Regions from separate parts of the Nothobranchius furzeri genome. Here region 2 is linked to region 1. Evidence: chromatin contacts called from public Micro-C data. All regions are on one chromosome and are shown on one strand. Each heading gives the region's core, a stretch centred on a gene start, on an enhancer-like site or on the middle of the called end of the contact. The rest is flanking DNA. Distances are from core to core; before and after follow the strand shown.

Region 1 (3,921 bases), core at 512-3,011:
AAAGGTAATCTGAAATATTAATTTAGAAGCTGTTGGGCTTGTCTACTGACGGCTGATTTATGTAATCTGCTCCTCTATAAAATCTCAGATTCTTCTGCCTGACAGATGAGAAACATGGATTTATGACATCATAGCCAGGAGTTTTTATTTTATTAGTTTGTTTGTTTTGTGTAATCTTGGATCAGACTCCAGCAAAGCAAATTTACAATCAATTATTCTCTCAGATGACTTATTTTCTTTTCTCTAACAGTTTCTCCTCTGAGCCTGGAGCTTCTGGTGTTTTGACATTTCTTCATAACCTCCAGCTCCTGTTCAGCATGATCCAAACAGCCATCTTTATCTGAAACAAGCCTGAAAACACCCCACCACAATAAAAACCCTTACAAATATAAAATCGGCTGAACATCAACAGGAAACAGAAGCAATCAAAAAAACTGAATCTATATAAATTGTGTATTAACAATCATTAATAAATGAAATTATTGAAAAAAAGTCTAAAATCCCCGAGAAACAAGAGTCAGACCATCAAATATTTAGTCATAATTTTCCCACATAAAGAAGAGAACAAGTTTATTTGTGTATCTGGTTGTGCAACGGCATGAAAAACCTCCTCATGGGTTGTTCTGAAAGAAAACTTAGAAATAAAAGGCCGAGAGTTCTGCCAGAGTTCTTTGTGGAACAACAATGACTTTTGTGTAGCGAAGTAATCTGTCAGGATTACAGCAACAACAGGATCAGCAGGAGGGAAACACCAACCTGCTGATCGTAGATAAGCTGCAGAAAGGTTCAGTTTTACTGTGAAGCTCGCTCATATGGACGGGACCGGGTTTTCTTGACTGGGTTTAACATCCATTTGTCTTCCATCAACACCTTCACAGTTTAGAGTTTCCAGAAGGACCAGGGTGTGTTATCTCTCTGGAAAAATAGACTTTCTCTCTGCTTTACAGATTCTAAATGTGTGTGACCCAAAGTGAGGTGTGTAGTCTTACAGGTGATCATGATCCTGTCATATTACCATCATGCTCCCATTATATTCCCATCCGTTTCCCATCATATTCTCATTCTGTCACCTTCATGTTTTCCATCATGTTCCCATTAGATTCCCATCATATTTTGATCATGTTCCTATCAGGTTCCCTTCATGTATATAAAGTTAAAGTATATATGACCTTGCAAACACTTTATTTCATGTGAGATGATATGAAGTGATTGTTAAATTAGAAAATTCTGAGTATTATTAAAATAAAGTTTCTGAAATTGAGTATTTATTTTTGATACACTTATAAAATGCAATTTCTGCTCTTTGTTTTTTTTTTCTTTATGGGTAACTTAAATGTTGATACTCAAATATTAAAACACACTGATTTTATTTCACAAATATAACCAAATATTAGTCCATCTGGTAAAAGTGTCATTTCAGTTACTTCCATGTTAGTTTTGGAAACTGAATTTCCCGAAGGAATTCACCCGAGGGATTAATAAAGTTTTTTATTATTTATTATTATTATTATTCTTTCACGTTAAACGTTGATGCTGACATGTTTCAACAGTGATAGGTTTTTCCTTCTTCATATAGAACAAATATTAATTCTGAGAATGCGAATTAAATATGAATCAATGAATTAAATAAGTAAAAAGGAAAAGCTAATGAGAAAGATGATTATTTTGTTGTGACTAACGATAATCTATATTGGAAGGCCTAAGGCGGAGCTAGCATGCTTTGTTGCCGGTTAAGCTCCACCCATTTTACTTTCTAGCTCTGTCATTGGTGAAACTAAATCCATCTCAGACTCGTGATTTTATAATGGAGCTGTCAATCATAAAAAGGCGGAATTTAGACCCCGAGTTAATATATTCCAGGCAGTTGTAAAATCGTGGCGGAGAAAAACGATTGAAGAGCCGGCGGTAGTTAGTTGGATGAACTTGGAGGACCAGCGGCGGATGAAGAAGAGGGAGAAGACTTTTCACCGTGTTTTTCTGGAGATGGAGGACGACAGCAGCGAGCAGATGAAACCGCTCCTCACATCTGTAAGTTCCGCCACTGTCTCTCCTCCGCTCCGGTGTACCTGTTAGCTGTCGGCTAGCGCCTCCTCAGCAGGCTGGAAGGAGAAGAACCGCTGCGAACCCCCGTGTGTCTGCGGGACGGAGTCTACGGTCATAAAAAAGTTCCGTTAGCCAGAGCTAAGTTTGGTTAAAGCGTTCGTTAGTTAGTGGAGCCCGTTCACCTGGTGGGAAACAAAGGCTGGCAACCGAGCGCTTTTGTTTTTAAGGACCACCACGTTGATGCCAGGAAGTGAAGCGAACTCAACGGACTCCCTTTAATAAACCGGTGATTTGAGGTTCGGAGACCCTCCGCTGCATATTTCTACGCAAACAAAAAACAGTTAGAAACATTTTTGACGTATAATTCGCTAATCTTCCAATCGGCGCCGGTTTCATCCTCCTTTATGAGCATATTTAGTTCCGGGGCCGTTTTCATACCGGCATCGCTGTCATCTGTCTAACCGTCACCATCACTCGTTTGTCAGAGAAAGGACCACGTTTCACGTTAAAAGTGACGGGATGTGTCTGACTGTAGGAAACGTCTCCGTAGAGGACTTTGTGAAACCCGTTGTGGAGAAAAGTTAGCGGAGCACGTGGCGATGATGTGATTCACATGTAGGTCATCCGGTGTGGCCAGCAGCCCGGAGGGAGCGGGACCACCGAACCCAGCCCCGATGGGGATGATGCTGACCTCGGAGAAGAACACAACTCATGTGAATCAACTCAGACAGGTTGCCAGGATGCTACCGTTGTTGCCATGGTGACGGGAGGATTAAAATCCCATCTAATTCTCTGCAGTTTTTGTAGATAGGAGGATGTTTAGGTTGACACGTGGATCCTTTGAGACCTCCAGCTGTAACAAGCTGAGTGACGTTCAGGAGTCCCTGTCAACACAGATGAGACGTAACCTGTCCGACTAGCAGAGTGATGCTGTTAAACTGGTTCCATAGTCTGACTGAGCTGCTGACATACACACACACACACACTGGGCTGAGATGTTTGCTGATTTCAGGATTTGATTTTCCTCTAAAACCTTTGTTCCTGCTGGTTAGATTTGGTGGATTAGTGACACCTGTGGTTCTTTCTGAGTCCCCATCCCAGGTACTGGATGAGGGTTTGATGGACCAGGTGTGTTTGAAGAGTTTCATTTCTGCTCAAAGGGTCAATTCAGACCTTTTGAAGTGGATTTCTGTGGAAACATTGTGAACAATGATATCATACCTGTTTAGATGGCTCTTTGAGCAGCCTTAGTTTGATGAAACAGCATTCAGTCCTGCTCAGACAGATGTGCTGAAGGCTAGTCTGGTCAGGTTCTAAGTGAGTTTTTTGTCTCTATGAAATCTGTTTAATTTTTTTTTAATTTGTTGAATTCAACTTTTTATTCAATTTTTAAAAATGATTCTACCAAAAATTCACAAATATCATTAAAAACACTAACAGTAAAATGGTTTCAGATCAGATCTGCTCTCAAAAGATCTGAACTCATTCGTTGCCATCCGTTTCCTGATCGGTAAAGCCCTTCGCCGCCAGCGTTTCTCACCGTTTTTACTGTGTAAGAGTTATAGAACGTTGCACGCTAGGATGATGTCGACACCAAAATAAAGCGGAAACTCGCCTCTTACATCAGGAAGAATCCTTGCGTTTCGAGCTTTATCCGTTCTTTCATAATCAGTTGTTGAATTGTGATCGGGAGAAGCTTTTCCGGTTCGAGCTTCACTTTTTTTACAGCAGCGGCCCAAAGCGATCTCCTTACACATGGATTTTCTGCTTCCTGATCACGAGACATGTGACGTATGCGGATGAAGATCGGCTTTAGAGCTGAGGTGTTTTTTCTCACGGTGTGGGGGCTCGTTCTGATGCCCACACAGTAAAAAAATG
Region 2 (3,921 bases), core at 854-3,353, 45 kb after region 1:
CCAGCAGAATATGAATCTATTTTCTGTTTTCTGGGTTTTGAGTCTGTTTGGCCCTCACAGAGAGTCTGAACATGTTCCGTTTAATGTCCTGACCCGTTTGGTTCCATCCTCAGTGACTACCAGCTCTCCTACCTGTCCCTGAGGACCAGTATCGGACTATGGACGGCGTTCCTCTGCCTGCTGCTGGTAGCCACTGATGCCAGCTCCCTGGTCTGCTATATCACCCGCTTCACTGAAGAGGCCTTCGCCGCTCTCATCTGCATCATCTTCATCTACGAGGCTCTGGCCAAGCTGGTTCACCTAGGGGAGGTCTACCCCTTCAACATGCACGACGAGCTGGACAACCTGACCTTTTACACGTAAGGCAGACCATCCCCAGTCCTCCAAATCATCCCCAACACTCTGCTAGTGGGACCAGAATTGGGTCAGGGTCAAAGTTCAGCAGATTATATGGAGAACTGCTGGGTTACAGAACATTTATGTCTAGCTAAATCTCTTAAAACAATTGAAGCTCATTTTTCTCATTTAAAATGAACGAAACAAACTTCTTGTGGTAGTTGGTCCAATTCTGAAGGACCAGGATGTGTTGGTCTGTAATGAAAGCAGGTTTGGACTGAAGTTCTGAGTCTTTTCCAGGTGTCAATGTTCTCCACCTGCCAATGCTTCCCTCGAGGTCCAGGAGATCTGGAGGAGCAGAAACGTGACATCTGAGAACGTGGAGTGGGAGCTGCTGAGCGTGAAGGTAGGACACCTGATGGTTCTGGTCCAGCGTCACTAGTAACACCTTCCAGAACATCATCAGAACCCAGGAAAGTTGCTTAGGTTTCAGGACAAGAGACCAGGGGCCTCATTTATGAAGCTTGCTTACGCACAAAACGGGGTCGGAAAACTGCGTAAGCAACTTTCCACGCAAACTTTTGGATTTATAAAAGAAAACATTGTGGAAAAAGGTGTGCAACTTTAAGCTGACTAAGGACCTTACTTAGGCACATTTTGGACATGGAGAGCTCCTGCAGCGCTGCTCCTGAGAAGGATACAACTATGAATTCCAGCAGCGTTATCACTTGTACTGCAGTGAGATTTGGTTTTGTTTATATTTTAATGACGGACACATTTGATCTGCATTAATAAAAGGCTTAAACGTTACTGGCCTCCTCTGCATGGTCAGTGTCTCTCTCCTTCTCTGGCACGATGCCATGCACGCTTGCCAGTCCGAGTACAGCTGAGTTCCTAACGGCGAGCGGTGGGGGATCAGAGGTGCTAGGGCCTCCGCCAGTGGCAGACACACTCGTGGTGGTGGAAAAACATCCATTTTTTTTATTTTATTTTTTGCCTCCACCTTCAGATCGGACCATTTTTTATATCCGCCACAGATCTCTCTGAAGAACTCGGCATTGACGGCTTCAGCAACGCTGTGCCACTCTGTGGATTTTCTCTTATTTGTTTTGCAAAAGCACTTCTTTTCATTTCTCCACCTCACCCACAAGTACCTCAACTTCTGCTTGTGAAATAGCGCTTCCTTGACCTGCGGTCGCCATCGTTAATGGCGGAGCGCTGCAACGAGCCGGCTTATATTTATGCATGAGATCCACAAGGCACTTTGCATTGACCATTTATGGCAGAAAGTGGGCGTGGTGAGGGCGGGATGTGACTCAGAAACAGCTGAGAACCTTTCTAGTTAGTCTCTGATTTATGAAGCGGAGATTGCGTGCAGCTGTGCGTACTCCATGTTTTATAGATCACAAACCTACTTGGCTTAAGTACAGTTTTTTTAAGGATTCTATGCAATGTTTTATAAATGAGACCCCTGTTCTGTTTGTTAGGAAGTCTAGAGCGCCACCTGCTGATCAAACTGTTATGGGGGACCTAAAAGCATCTTCAGGTTAAATTCACCTGGATCAGGTACAAGGTTTTAATTGTGGAGACCTGATCCTGAGACTGGGTCGGAGGTTAGGAGAAGATTTAAATTAACAAACTGAAAAAAGTTTCTGTTAATTTTTCTGAATGTGAGACGGAAAATTTTTTTTCTTCTATTTCCTGTCAGTTTGAGTCACAGCAGCATCTAGAGGCCATCAGAGAAACTGCAGCTCTGTCTGCTTTTCTGTCTGCAGGAATGTCTGGATCTAAACGGAAAGTTTGTCGGATCGGCCTGCAGCCACCACGGTCCCTACGTCCCTGATGTGCTCTTTTGGTCCGTCATTCTCTTCTTCACCACCTTCTTCCTCTCCTCCTTCCTTAAAAAGTTCAAGACTAAGAGCTACTTCCCCACAAAGGTCCGTCTGTCCTCTAACAGGAATAAAGTACAGGTTTCTGGTTCTGTTTTTCATCAGAAGTAAATGAATTCTGGTTGGTTTCCTCCTGGTTTAACGTCTGAATCAAAGAGCTGTCCAGTAAAAGTCTCATCCAGCTAAAGTTCAGGTCTGTGGTCAAACACCTGGAAAAAGCTGAACCCAACAGTCGGTGTTTCCATGGTAACCAGGACTGATGTTTCTATAAACCAAAGACGCTTACAGTCAGCACCACCTGCTGGTGACTAAAAATCTGTTACCAAAGGTCAACATGTCTGAAATCTAAAATATTGTGTGAGACAGGAAGTGATGTCATGTCTTTGTCAATCTGGAGATTTTGAATCTAACCCTGAAGTCCGATTAAAACCGATTTTACGTCGTTGTTTATTTAACTTAGTGCTTTGTGCTGTGAGACGAGTCCAGCTGTTCCAAACCGACCAATCAGGTCACAGTTTCATTACATCACAGCTGATCAGCGGCGTCAGTTTTTAAAACTGGTGGGGATGATGTACATAAAGGTGTGTGTGGCTTAAACTGCTGGGGACAATTATTTATTTATATATAGGTAGTTGTTTAATGTTTAATTATAATACACACTGCTGTGTATTAACAGGAGTTGTTCTTTACCTTGTTTTGCTAAAGTTTCAGCTGCTTCCTGTAACCATCCTCAGAGCTGTGACGCTGTTGGTGGCGTCACTTCCTTCTCTGTTTATCAGTGAGCGACAGAGGACAATGATGACCTGTGCTGCCCGCGCCCTCCTCGTTGATGATGCAGTCCCATGCATGATCTAATGTTTAGACTCCATCGTCTCTGTTCGTCTACATGGGCAATGAGCAAAGGGAAACAACAGCAGAAAGGAAAGAACAACCAAAACAAAGAACAGAAATCCAGAAAAACAAGAACCAAAACAGAGATGACTCTTCCATACATCAAATGCATAACAGAAAAAATATTGACAACAATGAAATAGTACATCCAAAACACAAGATATCCGCAGGAACAAAAATGTGGAGTCATTTACAAAGTCCCAGCAAACCGGACGCCCACTCAACACACGAACAATGGAACATCAAAGAGGGACGATGGGGTCTGCATGTTAGATCACGCACGGGCCTGTGTCGACGACGAGGAGGGCACGAGCATCAGAGGGCCACATCATCCTCTGCTGCTCGCTAATAAACAGAGAAGGAAGGGACGCCACAGCTCTGAGGATTGCTACGGGAAGTAGCTGAAACGTTGGCAAACAAGGTAAAAAACAATTTGTTTTCTGTGTTTTAAGACAACCAAGAAATGTGAGTTATGCTGTAGTTTTTAAGTCAACAAGCGATTAAAATAGTGTGTGTGTGTGTGTGTGTGTGTGTGTGTGTGTGTGTGTGTGTGTGTGTGTGTGTGTGTGTGTGTGTGTGTGTGTGTGTGTGTGTGTGTGTGTGTGTGTGTGTGTGAAACAGCATTTCCTCTTGCTGAAGGTGTTTTGATCTGCAGGTGCGATCGGCTATCAGCGACTTTGCCGTCTTCCTGACCATCATGATCATGGTGCTGCTGGATTATCTGGTGGGCGTTCCTTCTCCTAAACTCAGCGTTCCCGACCGATTTGAGGTAAAACCTTCCTGCTGTGTGTTTGGATGAGACTGT

Evidence for each region. Hi-C and Micro-C count contacts between places; a contact is called where the count stands out from the background.
Region 2: a Micro-C map of tail fin shows a contact between it and region 1, with 5 times the contacts expected there. The contact joins the enhancer-like site here to the promoter of slc4a7 in region 1. A contact is called at or near these places in 2 of 2 Hi-C or Micro-C datasets (skeletal muscle and tail fin).

Annotation. Positions count from the first base shown.
Region 1 is chr5:59,518,788-59,522,708 of NfurGRZ-RIMD1, forward strand. It overlaps slc4a7 (solute carrier family 4 member 7), which reads left to right and starts at 1,762. Exons shown (of 25, transcript XM_070551805.1): 1 at 1,762-2,028. The coding sequence starts at 1,918.
Region 2 is chr5:59,563,703-59,567,623 of NfurGRZ-RIMD1, forward strand. slc4a7 (solute carrier family 4 member 7) reads left to right here. Exons shown (of 25, transcript XM_070551805.1): 14 at 114-359; 15 at 637-742; 16 at 2,112-2,273; 17 at 3,772-3,885. Among protein-coding and RNA genes, the nearest start is that of zgc:153896, 11 kb to the right of the region's middle. Within about 2 kb of position 2,104, at least 1 of the 3 cell types and tissues checked has an H3K27ac peak or open chromatin away from gene starts, as enhancers often do. A contact at or near this core is called in tail fin, where this site is marked.